Regions from separate parts of the Mus musculus genome. Here region 1 is linked to region 2. A link is a contact called in public promoter capture Hi-C data. All regions are on one chromosome and are shown on one strand. The core of a region is the stretch at or near the end of the contact, and the rest is flanking DNA. Distances in the headings are between cores, read along the strand shown.

Region 1 (4,526 bases), core at 781-3,280, 440 kb before region 2:
GCAGGTAGTGGCAACTTGATCCACTCTCAAACACTCAGATACACCAGCAGTCCAGTTCAGTAGAGTTGGGATAGCAAACACCAATCAGCAGTGGTGGCACTACCTAGCAGAGACCACCAGTAGAAGTTCCCAGCTGTACCTCTCTCAGGGAAGCAAAGATCAGTGAAAACGGGAGATCCCAAAGCATTGTACAGCTAAGCTTTGTCTCCATCATTCTTTCCAGTCCTATTTATACCTTCCAAACATCATGTGTTCTCCATGTGCCTTGCCTCAGCACAGCTCTTGCTTCAGCCCATGCATCCAATCAGCCCAAGTCCACAGAGTCCCAACAGACAAACGGAGCTCAACTACACAGTGTAAGGCAGACCAATACATGCATGTTGTTAGCAAAGAATCCTTCATCATGTGTTCTTTCATGTGCTTGCTTTAGCAGAACATCCTCTGTCCTGTGTCTGCTTCAGTGAAACATCCCTTCATGAGCCTGACTTAGCCTTTCACACCTGGGTCCACTTTAATTAAACATTCCTTCACATGTTTGCCCCAGCAAGACACCATCCAACACAACTGACTCTCCAAAGAAACCTTAAAGTTTTCACTTCACACATCGGAGTATCTTCATCAATAGCCCTTGATATCCAGATTTCATTGCCAAAAGCCTGAGCTGGTATTTCTAATACTTAGAGCTCCCAAGTGTCATTTTTCTTCATATTCTGGGGTGCGGTGGATTTTCTATGTTTTTACCCCTTTCTTCCTATCTCCTTCTGGATGTGAGGATCCCCAAATCCTAACTCACTACACAATATCTAGAATTTATTTGATATATTTTTTAATCCTAAAAATTAAGAAGTTTTTTCTATTTTATTATATTTTCCTGAGTTTTATGTCATTTATCATAATACCAAAATGACTCCTTCATGGTTGGTATTTAATGGTTTATGATTGACAAGGTTGACGGGTGTGGTGGTCTGATGGAGCATGGTCTTTGGTAAAATGGTCACACTGGGGAGAAAGGTTCCTAAGGTTTCAATCTGAAGACAGAAGGCCAGGAGAAAACATCCATGACGTTTGATTATCTGGAGAACCAGTTAATCTAACCAGCTCTGAAAATGTAGGTCATCCTTGCCAAATGTGATAGATGATGGTGACCTAGGTCATATGTTCCCATAATATGAGTGGGCTGGTGTTGACCTGGTACAAAGGACTGTCAGCACAATGATCAGCATCAGATATCTTCCCAGTAGAAATGGGCCCATGAATTCTCAGCAGATGCTGTGACCTTCATTTCATGCCAGCTCCCCTCCATGTTTGAGCCTCCACTCATTCTGTTCTTCCCTCCCACAGTGTTCTTCCTATTCCCCTTGCCTGCCTGTCCTCCCCTCCCCTCCTCCCTCCAGGGCCCACATCCCACTTCTTCATTTGGATTTCTCTGTACTGCTGTTCACAGAAATCATCACCACACTTCTCTGTGTAATCTCACACCCACGTATTAAGTGTGCCTTGAATTGATTTTGGCGATGAGATTTTTTTTTTTATTAAAGGCTCCTTTGATGTCCTTTTAGGCACCAGCACTGTGTTGGACACAGAGTGGGTCTTTCTAAAAGCCTTGGTTGATCTGTGGTACCAATACTAGAAAACATAAGCCTGGGGGCAACACTGTTGCTGTTGCTGTTGGTGCCATGGGGGAAGTTTCTTGTCTGATTTCCTCTTGAAGAAGGTTTCAGACCATGCATAAAGCCTTTCCTATGAATCTGAATCTGATGTAGTGGTTCTCTATCAATTTCTTTAAAAAATTTTTCACATTGTTGGTACTGGTTGTTATTGGACCTGAGCTCTGGGGTGGAGTGGGGGAAGGCTGGTAAGAATCAATTTGGGAGCTGTGGCCCTTCCTTTTTGTAACTGCACAGGGCTTGTCTGATTATTGGGTATACGGCCTCTTGAAAGCCTGCCAGTGTTAGCAAAACTGTCTCCTCCTCACTTGGATGGATTCCTTTGCTCCAAAACCAGCTGCCTCCACTCTAATAGCTTCCCACTGAGAGGATCTGTGTGCTGCTGCTGCTTCTCAGCAATCCCCAGTTTTGTACCACGACTCAGAGCTTTATACCAGGGCATCCTTAACACACTCACCTGCCCTCCCTCGCAGAGTCATGGCATGCCTGTCTGTGAGACACACTCTACATCTTCTGGCAGATGGGGTCACCATGAACAGCCTTTATGGGGCCTTGCCAGGGAGCTTGATATAAAGACAGATGTGCTGAGTGGAGGGCCTCTCTGCTGCTGGAGGGGCAGGCACTACTGAATCGTTTTTACCCAAAGGGTCAAAACTCTTAACTCTTCTGTCAAGAACTATTAGCTTCTCTCAGAAAAAGGTCAAAGTGTGTTACTTCTTCAAATTGACCCAAGCAGTGATTCCTAGATTCAATGCCCCATCAACTCAAAGCTGTTGTCTTAGTTGTGGTTTCTGTTGCTGTGATAAAACACCACAACCAAATATAAGCTGGGGAGAAAAGGATTTATTTCATCTTACTTTTCTAGTCTATCATGAAGGGAAGCTGGTGCAGGAACTCAAAGCAGGAACCTTGAGGCAGGAACTGAGGCAAGGTCATGGAGGAGCACTGCTTACTGGCTTACTCAGCCTGTGGTTTTTTTTTTTTTTTTTTTTTTGTACCCCTCTAAGACTACCTGTCTGTCCCGAGCTATTGTTCTCGCCGGCAAGAACACACTCAGATGACCGGATTCTTCTGCAGCAAAAGCTTTATTGCTTCTTCAGGAGGGAAGACCCAGAACCCGGAAAATGGTGCTGCTTATGTAGCCCTCAGCCTGGTGTGTCAGCACCTGATTTGTTGCTCGCCCATCACCTCATTACTACGCCCCGAGATGGGCAGTGACTTGGTGTGAATTCATTCTCACACCTGCGCACAATGCTTGTTTACTAGTTAGGCACAGCGGGAGCCAGCGCCATCTTGTAATGGCGATTACTTACGACTCTCCACACCTGTCCAGGGGCAGTGTCACCCACAGTGAATAGGACCTTCTCCTGCCAATCATTAATCAGGAAAATGGATCACAGATTTGTCCCCAGACCAATCTGCTGGGGCCACTTTCCAAATTGGGTTCCCTCTTTCAAAATGACTCTAGCTTGTGTCAAGTCAACACAAAACTATCCAGCTCAGCCTTTTTGGACAGAAAAAATATCTTTTTTTACCTTTTGTGAATCCTTTCCTGAGCATAATACTTATTCTTGTTAGATATGGCTGTCAGTTATTTTAACTCAGCTTATTTTAATGGCATTGATGAAATTGTAACTGTGAAGAAGATAGGTTTACAACGTTCTCTCTCTGTCTCTCTGTCTGTCTCTGTCTCTCTTTCTCTGTCTGTCTGTCTGTCTGTCTGTCTCTCTCTCTCTCTCTCTCTCTCTCTCTGTGTGTGTGTGTGTGTGTGTGTGTGTGTGTGTGTGTGTGTGTGTTGCATGTATGTGCTAGGGCAAGCACTGAGGCTGGAGGACAACCTGAGGAAGCCAGTTCTCTTCTTCTAGTATTTGGATCCTGGGGATTAAACTTAGGTTGTCGGACTCAGTGGCAAATCCTATAGCTACTGAACCGTATTCTGGGACCTAATATACTGACTTGTATCAAGGAATTCCTAGTGTTTAACATTTTTCCATTACTTGAGTAAACCCAATTATAGCTACAATGTTGCCTTTTTTTTTTTGCAGACATGATTTTTATTAGATCTTTTCTTCATTTACATTTCAAAATGCTATCCCCAAAGCTCCCTATACCCCCCCCCACCCTGCTCCCCAACCCACCACTCCTGGCCCTGACATTCCCCTGTACTGGGGCATATGATCTTCAGAAGACCAAGGGCCTCTCCTCCATTGATGGCCAACTAGGCCATCCTCTGCTACATATGCAACTAGAGACACAGCTCTGGGAGGTACTGGTTAGTTCATATTGTTGTTCCTCCTATAGGGTTGCAGACCCCTTTAATTCCTTGGGTACTTTCTCTAGCTCCTTCATTAGGGGCCCTGTGTTCCATCCAATAGATGACTGTGAGCATCCACTTCTGTATTTGCCAGGCACTGGCATAGCCTCACAAGAGACAGCTATATCAGGTTCCTTTCAGCAAAATCTTGCTGGCATATGCAATAGTGTCTGGGTTTGGTGGGTTTTATGGGATGGATCTCCGGGTGGGGCAGTCTCTGGATGGTCCTTCCTTCAGCCTCAGCTCCAACCTTTGTCTCTGTGACTCCTTACATGGGTATTTTGTTCCCCATTCTAAGAAGGAGCAAAGTATCCACACTTTGGTCTTCCTTATTCTTGAGTTTCATGTGTTTTGCAAATTGTATCTTGGATATTCTAAGATTCTGGGCTAATATCCGCTTATCAGTGAGTGCATATCGTGTGTGTTCTTTTGTGATTGGGTTACCTCACTCAGGATGATATCCTCCAGATGTATCCATTTGCCTAAGAATTTCATGAATTCATTGTTTTTAATTGTTGAGTAGTACTCCATTGTGTAAATGTACC
Region 2 (4,500 bases), core at 1,966-4,465:
AACATGAACTAAAACACCCAGTGCTAAAACAACTCAAGTTCTGCTCAGGTAAATATGGGGCATAAAGACATTCACTAAGTTTGGATGAGGCACCAAAAGCGTCTAAATTTCTGAGGGGAATGGAACACTTCAGAGTGAGAAATACCACAAGCAGTGAAGTGGGATGGTGTCACTCATCTAGTCTCTCAGGGTACAAAATAAACAGAATTTCTAGTTACAGCCAGAGGCTGTTCTTGGTCCTCCTTTATTCCCTCTTCTAGGGAGAACCCATTAGCCCTGGGGTAGAAAGTGCTAGAACAATACTCAAAATTCGTGTAGGCTACATCTACCAATATTGATATTGCTCAAAACTGGGAACAAATTGATCATTTAAATGCATTTATTTATTCCATTAAAATAGTAATTACATACATTACATGCTAACATTTTAAACATTTTTAAGACAATTTAAAAGCCTAATCTCCAACATCAAAAAATTGCTAAGGAAAGTGATATGTTGTATATTTTGTAAATCTGTTTTGTGCTTGACTTACGAGAAAACATTTAGATTATCAAAACTGCTTCTACGGTCAATCTATTAACATGCATCATTTAGTTGATGGATATAAAGGAAATATATTTCTTACAAATATATTACTATTTTCTTTTGGAAATAATATTAAACAGATTTATTTGATTTTACCCTAAAATTCACTAAATGATAGGTTCTTACAAGCTAATTGTGTGTGTAATTGGAAAATGTGTCATTGAGCTCATCGGACTTAATTACATTAAAATCTACAAGTGTCTTCTGAACACAGAGTGGGACACACACCCAGGCTGATCCTCTGATGTCATGGACTGAACGTTTGAAAGATATTAATCCCTTGAGATGTGAAGATCTTCCAGGTGGTGACAACATACCATTATCTACTCTCAACAATGCCCGTTTAACATCACCACCTAAATATGACAAAGGAGCCAAGCCAGTGGCAGATAGGAGTCTCAATTTTCACATAAGAAGCTGAACCGTTCATCACTGGCAACAAAGAAAACAAAAACTGTCAGTTCCTTTTCCTTAAGACAAAGGTTTACTTTGTTCATTTTGGGGGAAAAAAATCTGCCAAATACTCAAATCTAAATAACTGTAATTAACATAGCAGTCACACATTGAAGTAAAAACCTGTGTGTGGGCTCTGTTTCCCCAGAACCCAGTGACTGAAATGAAGGCACCAAACATTGGCTAAGGATTCACAATGACTCCTCCACCTCTAATTCTGTTCCCTACTAGTTTTGTGATTTGCCGAACACCATGGCTTCCTCCATGTAAAACACAGTTGGTGCAATGAGAGCAGCCACTTCTGTGGATGTTGGAAAGAGTTCATGAACAAATACATGATAACTGTCAGAATGGCCCCTGACACATTGATAGTGCTGTTAACTCTTGATACCATCTACTAAAAAGTAACATTAATATTAATCTTTTGCTTCAATGATATATTAAGTGTTCATCATATAATAAACATTTATTAAATAAATTTAAAGAAAATAAGATGGTTGAGGCTAGAGAGATGACTCAGCAGTTAAAAACATTGCCTGCTTATAGCAGAGCCAAGTTTGGTTCCCAGCACCTCATGACAGCTTATAACCATCTGTAACTCCAGTTTGAGGGGGTCTAATGCCCTTTCCTAGTCTCAACACTTCATACACACATGGTACACAGACATGCATGCCAGTAAAACACTTACAAATAAAATAACTAAATGTTTTTATTATAAAAGATAAGAGCTAAATGCCTAGTTTATCACCTAAAACAGATAGCTCCTGTGGATTCTGACATGTTGAGTTTGCAACAGATGTTGAATCCTAACTTCAATAGTTAATGTCTATAGAAGTTGATTTTACAGTTAAATTAGCAAGGGGGTTAGACTGATAAGGTGTCAGGAAGAGTCCAGAAGGAGAACAATGAAGGAGCCAGGCTCTGGGGACCAGCAAACATGGATCCAAGTGTAAGACATATTATTTCCTGAGGGGCTGGTGATAGGGCAATTCTGAGGAATGTGGATAATTGATCAGAAACAGTAAAGTCTCAGTAAGGAGCTGATTCCAGTTAGTGAGAGCCATGGACTGGAGAAGTGGGAGAACAGTGAGATCACTAGGATGTAAGATCGAAAATAACGAGGTCTCACTTAGGGTTTTAATAGCAAGAAGACGGGAAACCTGAGGAAGGATGGAAGGGTAAATTCTCCAAGAGCTGGTGAGTATTGCTTCCGCATTGGGGTGGCCTTCTATGCTCTTCACAGAGGCATGAAAAGGGGCTAAAGAGCGAAAATAAAAAATAAATAAAATGAGGTTTGCCTGGTAGGTTTGAGGTAAAAGACAGGAGAGAGACAGAGACAGACAGAGAGAGACAGAGATAGAGAAAGAGAGAGACTCTTCTATTGTAACCCAGGAGTCTCTGGAACATCAAGGAGAGGCAGATGCTGATCAGAACTGGAGACTCGGATCTGAGACCCGATGGTTCATGAGTAGTCATGGCAACCACAATCGGAAGGCGACCACCTTGTGAAAGCATTTGGCCATGACCAAGGACACAGCACCTGCCTCCCAATGGACAAGTTGAGGAAGAAAAGCTTCCCTGAGAAAAAGGATGTGGCCCTCCTGAGGAAAAAGGATGTGGTCCTCTCTGGAAGGGAAATGATGTGGTCCTCCCTGAGAGAAAGAGGTGCATTCTTCCCTGAGGGAAAAGGATGTGATCCTCCCTAGGAGAAAAGGTCATGGTCCTCCCTGAGGGAAAAGGATGTGATCCTCCCTAGGAGAAAAGGTCCATCTCTGATAACTTCACTTAGTCTTACGACCTAACAATAGGCATATCCCTCTCTCCCTTTCTAGTCCTCTGCCTTATCTTCAAATCTCAAGGTCTGGAGTTGTGCTTTGGGTTGCCCTTGTAAGAGCAATGCCTTACCTGAAATCCTACCTCACTCCCTTCTCCCCTCAATGCTCCCATTTCCTTCATGAAGATTTTAAGTTGCTCCACTAAGTTAAAACACAAGCAAACCCAAAGGCACAGTATCCAGTGGCGTAATGCAGGCACCCGCAGCAAGCAGCCTGGTGGCATCTGCGCTTGGCAGACTGTCCCTCCCAGGGCACCCAAAATCACATTAAGCCTTCTCCCGTGTGCATTTGCAACCCTCCGTGGAGGCAAATGCAAAAGCGGAGATGACAAGAACAGAAGGCAGCAAATGGAATATAAAATGTGGCTCCATCCCAATTCCACCCCCTCTTCCAGGAGGAGGGAAGACTGGGGAGGTGGTGAGGTATTTTAGGGCAGATGATTCCCCAGATATATAGAGCCTGGGAGTCCATTGTTTCCCACCTGGTGTACAGTATTGTCCTGTTCTCCAGGCAAAGCAGGAAATTAAAAAAAAAATCACCACAAGACAGACTAAACCATCTGTATGTGTGGGACACTGAAGATTCTCAGGTGGAACTATATATCTATGAGATAAAATTAAACCACTTACATATTCATAAATTCCAGAATTTGAAAAGTAGACTCCAGCACACACCAGGTATTCTGGCTGTTGAATTGGAATACTTCTTCAGGACCTACTCTTGAAAGTTTAAGTACAGAGCTTTGCAACTGGAAGATCCAGGTGACAACCTGTGCTTGAACTCAGAGAGGAGTACATAGTCTAGTGACTCAAGAAGTCCAGAGGGGCTGTGGACAAAGGTTGGCGTGGGAGTGGGTTTACTTGCAGGCCTGGTCCAGATTGTAGACTCCAACAGGAAACCATGGCTCTGGAAAGGGGATGGAACTGAGAGCAGCCAATGAGATAGAGCTGCTACTCAGCAAACCCAGCCTCTTTCATAGACTCCAACATCGACCAATCAGGACTGCCCTTAGATGTTGCATGCATAGTGTCTCACGCTAACCACACAGGACTGCTTCCAAAATGGACACCAACACAGCCCACACCTTACAGAAGAGGTCTGTTGCTACCATGACCACATTGCCTTTTGGCACAATCCTAAACAAGCTTGCCTTTTTTTTTTTTTTTGTCTACTCTGGTCTCAATTTCTTAGTTAACCACAAAGTATAGGAAGGGAGCAAGACAGACACAAAGTTACTAAATTTACAGCCTGTGCTGTGCTTCTGTGGCCTTTGGACTCTTTCGTTGACACACTTCTTTTATCGATGCTTCCAATCTGTCTGTATGGTTCAGAACACTGCCTGGGGGAGATCACAGACTCTTCTCTTGATTTGTTCAGCTTAAGTCGAATGCATCCCTTTTCCAGCTCCTTCCCTAGGGAGTTAGATCTCGGATGCTGTGTTAGAAAGCCAGCTGAGTACTGCCATGCATTTATGTACCGGATAAACAAAAAACACTATCAGGCACTTGTGCAACATGCAGGTGTCTGCTCACCCTAAGTTCTCAGTTCAGAAAGCTTGCATACATTTTGGAGAAGCCAATAGCCTACCTGATGTGCTACTCCGATACGTCCATGCTTCGTGGCTGG

Evidence for each region. Promoter capture Hi-C pulls out the DNA fragments that hold promoters and counts their contacts.
Region 1: a promoter capture Hi-C map of hippocampal neurons shows a contact between it and region 2, with 5 times the contacts expected there. The contact joins two enhancer-like sites.

Annotation. Positions count from the first base shown.
Region 1 is chr9:52,847,600-52,852,125 of GRCm38.p6, reverse strand. No RefSeq gene overlaps it. Among named protein-coding and RNA genes, the nearest start is that of Gm39339, 28 kb to the left of the region's middle. Within about 2 kb of position 2,030, at least 10 of the 459 cell types and tissues checked have an H3K27ac peak or open chromatin away from gene starts, as enhancers often do. A contact at or near this core is called in hippocampal neurons, where this site is marked.
Region 2 is chr9:52,406,721-52,411,220 of GRCm38.p6, reverse strand. No RefSeq gene overlaps it. Among named protein-coding and RNA genes, the nearest start is that of Gm33125, 15 kb to the left of the region's middle. Within about 2 kb of position 3,215, at least 11 of the 459 cell types and tissues checked have an H3K27ac peak or open chromatin away from gene starts, as enhancers often do. A contact at or near this core is called in hippocampal neurons, where this site is marked.